Regions from separate parts of the Sminthopsis crassicaudata genome. Here region 1 is linked to region 2. Evidence: chromatin contacts called from public Hi-C data. All regions are on one chromosome and are shown on one strand. The core of a region is the stretch at or near the end of the contact, and the rest is flanking DNA. Distances in the headings are between cores, read along the strand shown.

Region 1 (5,532 bases), core at 2,236-4,735, 160 kb after region 2:
GTGATGGGTCCGGCGGTGTCAGTGCGGGGACGGATCGGGCCGCCTCAGGGCCGCTTGTTACGGCGGAGAGAACTCCGAACTAGGAATGAGGAGACGGGCGCTGCTGTAGTCCCCATTCACTCCCCAGCTGGGTGACCTTGGCCCAAGCGGCTCTCGGAGCCAGGAACGCGGGGAAGTTGGAGCAGCTCTAGGCGGCTTTCGAAGCTGTAAATCTGGGATTCCAGAGCCACGCCGGGCCGGGGCGGGGGAGGAGGAGAGGAGGTCATGAATGCACAGAGTCTTTGTTGTGCTGTTTGTGGGCTCGGTGCGTACCGTGAGAAGATGCCCAAACACCAGGCCATGTGTCTCTGTGTATGCTGTAGCTCGGGGACTGCTCTTTGGTTCTGTGTGTGTATCTGAATCAGTGTCTGTCTGTGTCAGTGTTTGGGCAGAAGTGTGTAAATGAGGCCAGAGAATGCTTGGCACGGAAAAAGCTTAGTAGCACTAGGGCCTTTTACCCCTCTTGGGGGGAGGGAAAAAAAAAAAAAGCCTGGGACAGACAGTGACCAAGCCAGGCAGGGGTGACAGGAGGAGAGGACTCAGCCCCACGGACTTTGACCTCCTCTGGCACTTTGTAGCTCTTTCCCCTGCCTTCCTCCCTTATCTCCCCTGACCCAGATGGGAAACTCAGACCATAGCCCAAGAGGCTCAGGGCCTCCGGGGAAATAGTATGAGAGCAGGGAGCAGAATCTCAGCTTTCTGACACCGGGATGAAAGACCATCCCTGTCCCTGGGGAGAAGAACAAGAGGTGGCAGAAATGACCTGCAGACCATGTGGCTGGGAAGTGGGGGTAGAGAAGCAGGGTATTAGGGGCGCCAGCCTGAAGAACAGAAGGAAAGAGTAGGTGCTTCCTCATGGAGAGAGGAAGAGAGTCTCAATAGACCAATCAAATGTAACTCTCTCTAGGCCCCCCTTCTAATCTTCCTCTCAGAATGGGGACATACAGAGTGACCTACTCATAGACAGAATGAAGTAAACATGTGTGGAATCTGAGGCGCACAGAAAATTAAAGCGATACCAAAAATAAATAAAATATCCTCATAGTTGGAAGGGGGTGAGAGGGAGGACTTAAGGTGTTCATTCTTACTCTTCTAAAGACAGGAGTCACTTCCAGGGGACCTGGAGCAGGGACTGGCTAAAGGAGAGTGCCGAGTCTCTGGGGTAAAGAAGACAGCGGGTCATGGCAGGGTGAGCCTAAGCTAGGCTCCCTCCCACCCCCACCCCATCTGTATTCTTAGACCACCCCGACTTGTTCCCTGGCCTCGGGCCAAAGCTACCTATCTTTTTATTGCACTGAGTCTTCTCTGCATCCTTTCTTTTTTTCCTCTCCTTTTCTTTCCCCATCCCCGCGCCCATCCCCCGCTTGACCTCCTACCCTAACCCCCCCTTCCAACTTTGCCGAAGGGAGGAGAGCCTGGAGTCAGGGAAAGACACTTGACCTTGTGACCCAGTTTGGGACTAGCATACGCGAGTTGGGGCGCTGAGGAGGGCACTAGCGGAGTGCTGCTTCTGTTCGGGTAGAATGTCTAGCGGAACACCCGGCATGAAAAGGAGACACAGAGACAGAGACACAGAGCGACAAAGGAAGAGACCAAAAGGGAGAGAAGCTGGGGGAGGCGGTGAGGTGGGGGGGGGTTAGAGGGGATCGATGCTCCAGAGAAAACATGCAGATAGAGGCCCCAGAGGTAGACAAAAGGCGGAGGGGTGGGCAGTGGGAGGGGGCCGGGCGGAGGAGGAGGGACATTGGGAGGGGGTGGGGCATTAAGGGCCGGAGCAGATGGAAGGGATTTGCTTTGCTGAGCTGAGCTTTTCAGCCACTCAAAGGGGGGCTGGGGGGTGGGGAGTGGGGGTGTTCAGGGAGGTGGCAATCAGCGAGCCACCAAGGTGACGGGCTTCTGTTTCTTCTCGCTCCCGTTCCCACATTCGGCCTTCCAGGAGGAGTTTAGAGTAAAACTTGGCACCTTTCCTGTCCCACATGAAGGGGCACTGGGCGCTTTGTCACACCGAACCAATGCCCTCTAGGCTTTCTGCTTGAGGTTGGGAGCTAGGGGGAACAGGACAGTGCTCTCAAGGCAATTCACTTTTGTGGTAAGACACAGATGAGCCGTTTGTTCCCTCTTCCACAGGACCTGAAGGAGAAGAAAGAAAAAGTAGAAGAGAAGACTAGTCGGAAAGAGAGGAAGAAAGACGTGGTGGAGGTACAGCGGGGAGGGGAGGGGAGGGAGCCACTAGGAAACCTTGGGGGAGCTATTGCCTGAGATACCTTTTTGTCTACCCTCCCCCCCATCCCCGGGACTAATCTATTGGGTGCATGCCCAACCAATGTGATCTGGTTTTCTGGTACTCATAGGAGGAGGAGAATGGAGCTGAAGAGGAGGAGGAGGAGACTGCAGAGGATGGAGAAGATGATGATGAGGGTGAGGAGGAAGGTGAGATCAAAGAGTGTCGGGGATGATGGGGGTCGATGGAAGTAGAATCAAGTCAGAGTTGAAGAACTGAAGCAAGGGTCAGGGGCAACTTCCAGTGGTCTCTGGAGATGACCTTTGCCCCTCCACAGTGACCAATTTCTGGCTTCACAGATGAGGAAGAAGAGGAAGATGATGACGAAGGGCCCGCACTGAAGAGAGCTGCTGAGGATGAGGTTGGGGCTGGGTCCAGGGATTGGAGGGGGAAATGACAGATCCTGGGGCCCTTTTCAAGTCTGAACCAAGATTCTCTGGAGTATGGGACAGAGCTGGGACTAGAAACAAATCCTGCTTCTTTTGCATTCATGAGGATCCTTTTTCCCTCTGCAGGATGAAGCCGATCCTAAAAGGCAGAAGACAGAAAACGGGGCATCGGTGTGAGCCTCAGTCGTCTGGGCTGAGGGTGGGGAGGACCCCATGGGCCTGGAAGTGAGATGGGGAGGGATAAGTGCAGCGGCCTTTCACCTGGCTCCCTGTTCTGGATTCCTCCCCAGAGCTGTCCCCCTCCTATTCTCCCCAGCCTTCTTACTGTTCCCTTTCCAGGTATTCCAATTTTTACCTCTCCATTCCTTCACCTCCTGAACATTCCCCATCCCTGAGCTTCCCAGCTGATCCCCAGACTACTCTTCTTTTCCATATCCTCATATCTCTTCCCATCCCCCAGTTGATTCTTCAAAATCCAATTCTACCCCTTTCCACATTCCTAAATCTCCCCTTCTGCCTTCTCTCCCACTCTCCCTGCCTGATCCCTGGATCTCCCTCAGATTCCCCACCCCCTCACAGCACCAGGCTGGGGTTGGGGCTGAGCCCCACAGCTGCCCCCTCTCCCCTTTATCCTTTTTGTATAATTTAATAAAGAAATGGTCGCGCTTCTGTTTTTAACCTGCCTCCTTCTTCTCCCGGCTGACAAGTGTGTGTGTATGTGGGGTGGGACAAAGGTACAATTTTGGGCTGGGGGGGGGGGAGCCGTCCTCTCTTCATGGACAATGAAATAACCATCCTCCTTCCCCTAATTCTTCTCCCCTCATCGGAGCTATCCATACACCTGAAAAACATGAGAGACCCACCAAACACAGGTGCTGGATATCCACAGTAGAAAGGGAATATGTGGGAAATCTTTTACACGTTGCGGTCTACCAACGTTCCTGTCCTTTCTTCTACCGCCTCCTAATCAAAAGAAGAACCCAGGGCCAGGATAGGGGCTGACACACCTGGGCCCTCTTCACTCTGTGACAGGAAGTAGATCTGAAGATTTCTTGGGCATGCCCTTTGCCTCCCTCTCCCATGCCCTGCTTCCTCTCCTTTCCTGCTTCCCTCACATACCTGTATGTGCACTGACATACAACGTTCACAAAGACATAATGCCGAATGGAGCATAAAGCTACCGAGACTGGCAATTTTGCTGACCCAGGCAAATACAAGAAGGCTTAAGACAGGAAGTTCTAATGAGAGAGGGGAATAGTGTATGCTTGTTGCCACAAGGAAAAGGGGTATGAGGCAAAGATGAGGGCTTTGCGTTGGGACCCTCTAATTTAAGGAGCCAATGTAAACTACAGGAAATTTTCGAGTCTTCCTCTGGAGCTACTCCATCTCCCTAGCCACTGGTGCAGTGGAAAGATACCTCCACTAAGAGTTAGGATTTGGAGCTTTGAGTCCCAGCTCTTGCCTTTTGAAGCCTCAGTTTGTTCATGGGTGAGATGAGAATAATAATAATTGCATCTAGAGTTTATTGAGAGCAATTAAAGTAACATGTATAATATCCTCTGTAAATATAAACCTTTATATATATGAATTACTTTTTTATTATTAAAATTAATTATTAATATCATTTTCTCTATTGGAAAAGGGGAGGATTTCTCAGCCTATATTCTGACACTCTGGGTGGAGTGTGTGTGTGTGTGTGTGTGTGCACGCACAGGCGTGCAAGAGCGGGTGTGTGTGCACCTTTGTATCTGAGTTGGATTGGGGAAAGAGAATAGGAAAACAAATTGGGAAGGCTTCTCCTTGTACTTTAAATGCCCCTCCTTTTTTCTCTCTTTTGAAATCCATCTTTTCTTGTGTTTGTCTTTTAAGGTTTTTTTTTTTTTCCTCTACAACTGTTTCTTAGCATCTTTTTGTCTTATGCGGTCTCATTTCTCCTCTCCTTGGTTCAGGACCAGCTTGGGATGAAAGAAACGTGAGGTATCAGGAGGGGTGGCTTAAGAGGCAATTTTGACTCATCGGGCTTCATCTTTCCATTCAAGGTCTTTCCTTACCCCACTGGCTTCCAATAGAACTCTAGACATGCAGCAACAGTGCATTAACTAGAACACCAGATTTGGAGGCAGTGGATATGGATTCAAATTCCAATCGCTATTTCCTACTTCTTTTCTTGGACAAAGCACTTAACTTCTCTGGGCTTCAGTTTCTTCATATAAAATAGAAAGATTAGACCAGACAATTTCTTAAGATCCTCACCTTTTCTAAATGCTGTGATCTTAGTAGCAGACCAGGTGGGCAGGGGAGGCAGCCATTGTACTCTATCTTCCTCTGGAGTGTAGTGCTGATTCCCCATTTGCCTGTTTCCTGGGAACACAGGGGGACGTGATGTTTATTTATGGATCAGAGAATTAAGTTTGGAGAAATCTTAGGTAGAGGTAGGGGTGAGGAAAATAGGCAAATAGGCAAAAGACATGAAGAAAAGGAATGGTAACCAAAGAAGGGTCTTTACACGGAAGTGAATCAGTCGTTCGATTCATCAACAAGTATTTGTTAAGCATCTATGTGTCAGACATTGTACTGGACATATGTACAAAAAATGAAACCATCCCTTCTCTAAAGGAGATTACATTTTAATAGGGAAGTGTAGATGATGGGCAGGTTTGGAATGCCTTTGGGTGGGGGAGTGAAGGACAGAGAGAGAAGCCTTGGGGTTAGGGAGGGAGGTGAACCCAGGACAGAAAGAAGTAAACAAGGGGACAATAACAGGAGGGGCGGGGATTGGTGCTGCTGGGAATCAGCCCCCTCACATTTTCCGATGTGAATCGA
Region 2 (5,579 bases), core at 1,050-3,549:
ATATACAGAGGCACAAGATACATGCAACATCTTTGTTGCTCTGGTTGGAATCTTCTCCCAGGGTGGGGGGTTGGGGTGCTGGTGTGTGGGTGGTGTGGCAGTGGGGGCAGGGAGCCAAGAAGCCCAGAGCACTCCCTCGCATGGGAATGTTCTGCTTCCGGTCTCTCTTTTCCCCACTCACGGCATGAAAAGCCCCCATTCCTCCCTCCCTGCCGGGCCCTCCTACCCCTCATTTCAGAATAAGCTTGTGACATGGGGCATTTCCTTCTTTCATTTCTCTTGTGGTTCTCCCTTCTCTACCAGCTGGGACAGCCAATAAGCTCCACCCTACTGCTCCTGGCTTCTCCTCCCCACCTCCAAATATCTCCTCTATGACTCGGGAGATTCTACTAATACCTCATTCCTTTGTGTTAAACATTGTCCTCTCCCTGTAATCCTATTTTAAATCTTTAAATAACACGGTACCTAAAGTTTGGGGTTGGGGATCATGGATGTTGAATAGCTCTCACTTAGATAAGGCAAACGCGTTGATCAGGTTGCTTTTGTTCTTAAAGGCAGAAGAAACGTGGTAGATGAAGGCGCAGGTATTTGTGACAGATGAGAGTGAAAGGAGATGAGAAACTGATAACTTCTCTACGTCACCATTTTGCCACAAACCAACCATGACCTTGTCCCACTGCCCCACGTCAGAGTTTAAGAAATGGATCATTCTAACCTCACACCAAAAAGAAAGTTGACTCCGTAGAAGAGGAGAATCATTTCCTACCTTCAATTTTATTCATCTATGACTCCTCCATCCCTTCCTACCACCCCCCCCCTCAAAACAAAATAAAGGGATCTAAGGCCCAGTGGTATGAGGAAGCATACCTTGCAGAAAACATTCTAGTGAGGAGACTTTTCAGCAGACAGTTCAACTGGGTAACTTCAAAGGGGCCAAATTTACAACTTGGGCATTCATGTTTCCCTATCTTTGGACAGAGGAAGGAGGAAAGGATTTTTCCTCCTCTTTAAGAAAGAGGGTTCTATGGAACTCCTTCCTTATACTTAAGACTTTGTTTATTCCTGGAACTAACCGCCAAGATTGAAACCTGAGTCTGGGTACCTGATCCTGTCTCCACACTACCTTGATCATTTGCAATCTCTTAAGGTGCATGAGAATGAATTTGAAGGGGAAATCCAGCCAGTGTTTCTGCTCAGATGGTTGAATCTTTGATGGATTGGCTGAAGGATTTTTCCAGAGGTGTAGGTGAGAGCAGTTCACAGTGAGAGGTATCCTCAACATGAGTGGAGAGAGTAGCACTTTCCCGTTGCCTAGGTAGTCCCTGAGATCCATTGGCAGACCTGACTTTTACCCATCGAGTAGTTCCCAGGTCTCGCAGAGTGTTTCGGAAGCCCTCTGCACTGAAATAGTATACAAGGGGATCTAAGACGCAGTTGGCACTAGCCAACACTACCATCACCACCAACACCTGGCGCACCTTGTCCCGGGCATCGGAGCTGGCATCTACCAGCTTTCCCCGAAGCAGCCCATACACAGCCAGGGCTGTATTGTAGGGCACAAAACACAGGAGGAAAATGACCAGGTTAGCCAGCAGGAGGCGCACCGTTTTCCTGCGTCGTTCACTCCTGGTGGTACTGGGCCGGGCCAAGGTCCAGAAGACCCGACTGGAAGAGTAGATCATGGTTATCAAGGGCAGTATGAAACCCAGCCCTTCAGCAAGAAGTACCAAGGGCAGCAGTTTGCCCTGCCACAACTTCTCGCTGAAGCTCTCAAAGCACAGGTTGACAGTGATGTTCTCATAATAGCAGGGTGAGGGAGCGTGAACCCGAGCGGCAGGCACAGCACACACCAGGATCAAAGCCCAGACCCCCAGGCAGAGTAGCCTCGCCACCATAGGCCTGCGTAGGTGGCGAAGCCGCAGTGGGTGGACGATTGCCACATAACGATCCATATTGATGAGGGCCAAGAAAATGCAGCTGCCATACATATTCATCTGGAAGGCGGCCCCTGCTGTCTGGCACAGGAGGTCCGGAAGGGGCCAGTAGTGAAGAGCATAGTAGGAGATCCGTAGGGGCAAGGAAAGGGTAAAAAGCAGATCACTAGCTGCCAGGTTACACATGTAGACACTGACCACCGAATGGACCTGTAGGGCTCGGAGGAACACCCATAGTGCCAAGGCATTGAGGGGAAGGCCAGTAGCAAGCACCAGACTGTAGCCCACCAGGTGCAGGCGGTGGAAAAGTCGGTAGTCAGGACACGTGGGGATATCAGTGCCAGTGGAGGTGGAGTTGGCCGACATTTCCCCAACAAGTGGGCTAAGCTAAGGACATTATCCCTCAAGTTGGGCAGGAAGGGCCAGGTACAACCAAGATGGAGTAGAGGAAACAGAGAGAAGCCAGAAACTCCAGTGCTCCTCTTTTGTTACAATGGGGACCTGAAATGTGAAAGGAAGCCCAAGTTCAATAGCCAGAAAGAACAAACACATATGCATATCATATCATATACAGTAACTGAAGCAACTGCAGGAAGTGGGACTTTTTTCAGTAGTTCTCCCCCCCCCCCCCAGGAAGTCCTGAAACCATCCCACTACTTTTTCAGGTTAGCCTAAATCTGTAGTCAGATATAATTGAGTTGACTTCTTCCTTACCATCCTGCTTCCCCTTTTCCCCTCTTACTTCAAGCCAGAGTTTTTCTTGAACACACATAATTTTGTCCCTTATTTATAAAGTCCTCTGAGCACTTAAGTACTCCGTTTACAATCTCCTCGTAGGTTGATGAGCACTCTTTCCATTATAGCTCTATAAAGTTTCTTCAATTAGATATAAACTCTTAAGGAGTTCATCTTCTATTTTTCTACCTTTCCCATTTCCAAAGTCCCTAATCCAGCTCTCTCCCTTTAGTAGATACTCAATGGTATATGCTAAGTTGATCAAAACATCAAGACACAACTGTTACATCCTGTCAGAGACATATATAGATTAACCACATCTTAACATTTTCACAAATGTTATGTTATAATTATATAGAAGATTCTGAAAGGCTTTGTATAATCCAATTTCCCTTCTACTCTCCATTCCAATTGAGAGGACTTTATATGTCTTTCCTATAGAATAGCTCTTAAAATATGTTACCACTCCTAACACTTGAAAGGTTAGATAATTGTAAAGTACTTAGTACAGAGTCTGGAACATTGTAAGTGCTATATAAATGTTAGTCATTATTATTCTACTAGGCCCTCCCCATCAAGCCATTAAGCTTGTAAGCACTCTGTTTGGCTCCTAGTAGCCATTTAACAAATACTAGTTGATTAGGCACATAAATGAACTAGAGGAACTTCTATTTTAAAAGCAAAACTAATTTTACCACCTCCCCCCATAAAGTTGGTTTGGAGAAGCAAAACAATCAGCCCACCATGGAGCTTTTTTTTGTATATTGGAATTCTCTAAGTTTTCTGAGTTCTGCCCCTTTTCCAACCTCCCTTAATTTAACCCTACCCTAGCCTCCTCATCCCTTTCTCTGACTTGATTGGTCCCTAAGGCCTACAGTGGGGTAGATGGGCACTGGGCCAAGCCAAATGGGAAAGAGAAACAAACTGAAATGGGTAGGGGAGGAGAAGGGAATAGGTTAGGAGCAGTTGAAATCTGCCATCTCAAACCAATACATCTGTTCAAAGGAGAAGGCCCTGTGTGTATTTATTGGGAGGGGAGGGGGAAAAGGGGAGAGAGAGGTTGTGGGTAGGAGAGGAACAGAGACAGTACAGCTACCCTAGATCACAATTCTGGGGCCTCATTTCATCAGACATCTGCAACCAGGGGAAAATAGATCCACAGGTACAAAGAATGAGCATAGGAGGGAGAGAGACGCAGTAACAAGGAAATGTACACTTAAACTAAAGCCTAGTAAAATGTACAGACACATGAAACAGGGGACACAGAGATGATCCATTAGCAAGTATTTATTGAGTACTGACCCTGAACCCAGCATTGTGCTAGGATCTCTAAAAGTATATGGCTTCTGCCCTCGAGGAGCTTACAAATACACAAAGATACATACATACATACATACACACACACTCACATACACAGAAAATGCAACTGATACATATTCAATACAATAAGGTAGATTTATGCCCTATTGGACACAGTGACTTCTCCTGAGTAATTTTCTCCCAAATCACCTACACAGATTCCAGTATGCAGCCGCCCTCCTTTGAACCTCCCATGCTCTCTCCCCTCTACATCTCCCACTTTTAACCCCAGCCCCAGGCATCTGTCTTCTCACCTGTCCTGTAGCTCTCTGTGATCCATCTCAGTGCCCTCTGAGCTGGGCTGGGCTCTGCACATTGCTGAGATAAGCAAGGAGGGCAGGGTTGTCCTATGCAGCAGACAGGAAGTATGAGAGAGATTGCACAGGCCCAAGAATTCCTCCATTCCCCCCCTACACACACATTTGGTACCCCATTGGTTGATGGTTATTGGCTGGTGGTGTTGGTGGGGAGGGAAGGAAAAGGAAGAAGAATTTCTGGGCTGAGGTGAGAAGCAAGAAGACATGCACATATGTCAAAGAGAAATAGAAAATCACTTTCCTCAACTTCCTCATTTCTAAAAGAAGTGCCACTAACTCATCTCCTACTGGCACAAAATCTGTCACCCCTCTGACTCCTTGGCTTCTTCTCCTCACTTAACAAATTACCACCTCCAATCCATGAGTCCTAAAAGGACTCTCTCCTTCCTATACTTTAGGAATTACACCTCTCTCCCCAACAACTTTCTAGATATCGGTGGTTTGAGAAAATGCTCTATAAACATTAAAGTATTCTATAAATATGAATTGTTATAATTACCATATTATGGGAAGGATTAACTTTCTGTTAACTGGGTTCTGAGGCAGCTATCTTCTCTTTAAACTCCATTCTATAGCCTCCTGGTGGAGGGACACTAAAGAATTTGAAGATTCTTAAAGTCTTGACGTTTACTGATATCTTACCACACTAACAGTCAGGGAATTTTTTATTCTGCCAGTCTTTAAACTCTACTCTAGTGGGTTAAAACTATTCCCTTTGGTTTGAGTTCAAAGAAATTATAAAACATACACAGCTGCCTATGCAGCCTGACTGGTGTTAAGCTATCTGTCTGACCCCCTGACTATCTGGCCTCAGACACTCTGATGTTCTGCAACCAGCAGTTTGGCTCACACTACAGACCCAGATTTTCTATAAACCTTTGTTCCAACACTCCTGAAAAGTACCCATAAATCACATTCAGCATCTTATCTTACTCTGAGCACGAAGAGGAATCCATTTGCCTTCTTCCCAGGAGGAGTCTTTCAGGGTGATGGAGGTGACTCTTTCCTTGGGACAGAGGAATAGAAAAGCTGGGGGTCCATAGCAGAGCAAATAAGAAGCAAGATGGAGCCATGCAAAGCATGCTAGGTCTAGAGTGAGGGGACCTGGATTCAACTCTCCTATGTGACCCTGGGCAATCCATTTAACTTTTCAATTTTTGTTCCTTTGTCTCTAAAATGAGGCAGCTGGTCCAGATGGCCTCCAAGGTCCTTACTAGCTCTGCGATCCTATTAA

The links. Hi-C and Micro-C count contacts between places; a contact is called where the count stands out from the background.
Region 1: a Hi-C map of hippocampus shows a contact between it and region 2, with 2.7 times the contacts expected there. The contact joins the promoter of LAG3 here to the promoter of LPAR5 in region 2. A contact is called at or near these places in 2 of 2 Hi-C or Micro-C datasets (fibroblasts and hippocampus).

The regions. Positions count from the first base shown.
Region 1 is chr5:187,672,559-187,678,090 of ASM4859323v1, forward strand. LAG3 (lymphocyte activating 3) reads left to right here and starts at 3,486. Exons shown (of 9, transcript XM_074269052.1): 1 at 3,486-5,532. PTMS (parathymosin) reads left to right here. Exons shown (of 5, transcript XM_074269054.1): 2 at 2,167-2,238; 3 at 2,391-2,457; 4 at 2,620-2,681; 5 at 2,836-3,387. The coding sequence ends at 2,886.
Region 2 is chr5:187,514,931-187,520,509 of ASM4859323v1, forward strand. It overlaps LPAR5 (lysophosphatidic acid receptor 5), which reads right to left and starts at 2,300. Exons shown (of 1, transcript XM_074266771.1): 1 at 756-2,300. The coding sequence starts at 2,300. The coding sequence ends at 1,194. It overlaps ACRBP (acrosin binding protein), which reads right to left. Exons shown (of 11, transcript XM_074266769.1): 10 at 4,283-4,375; 11 at 756-2,435. The coding sequence ends at 4,310.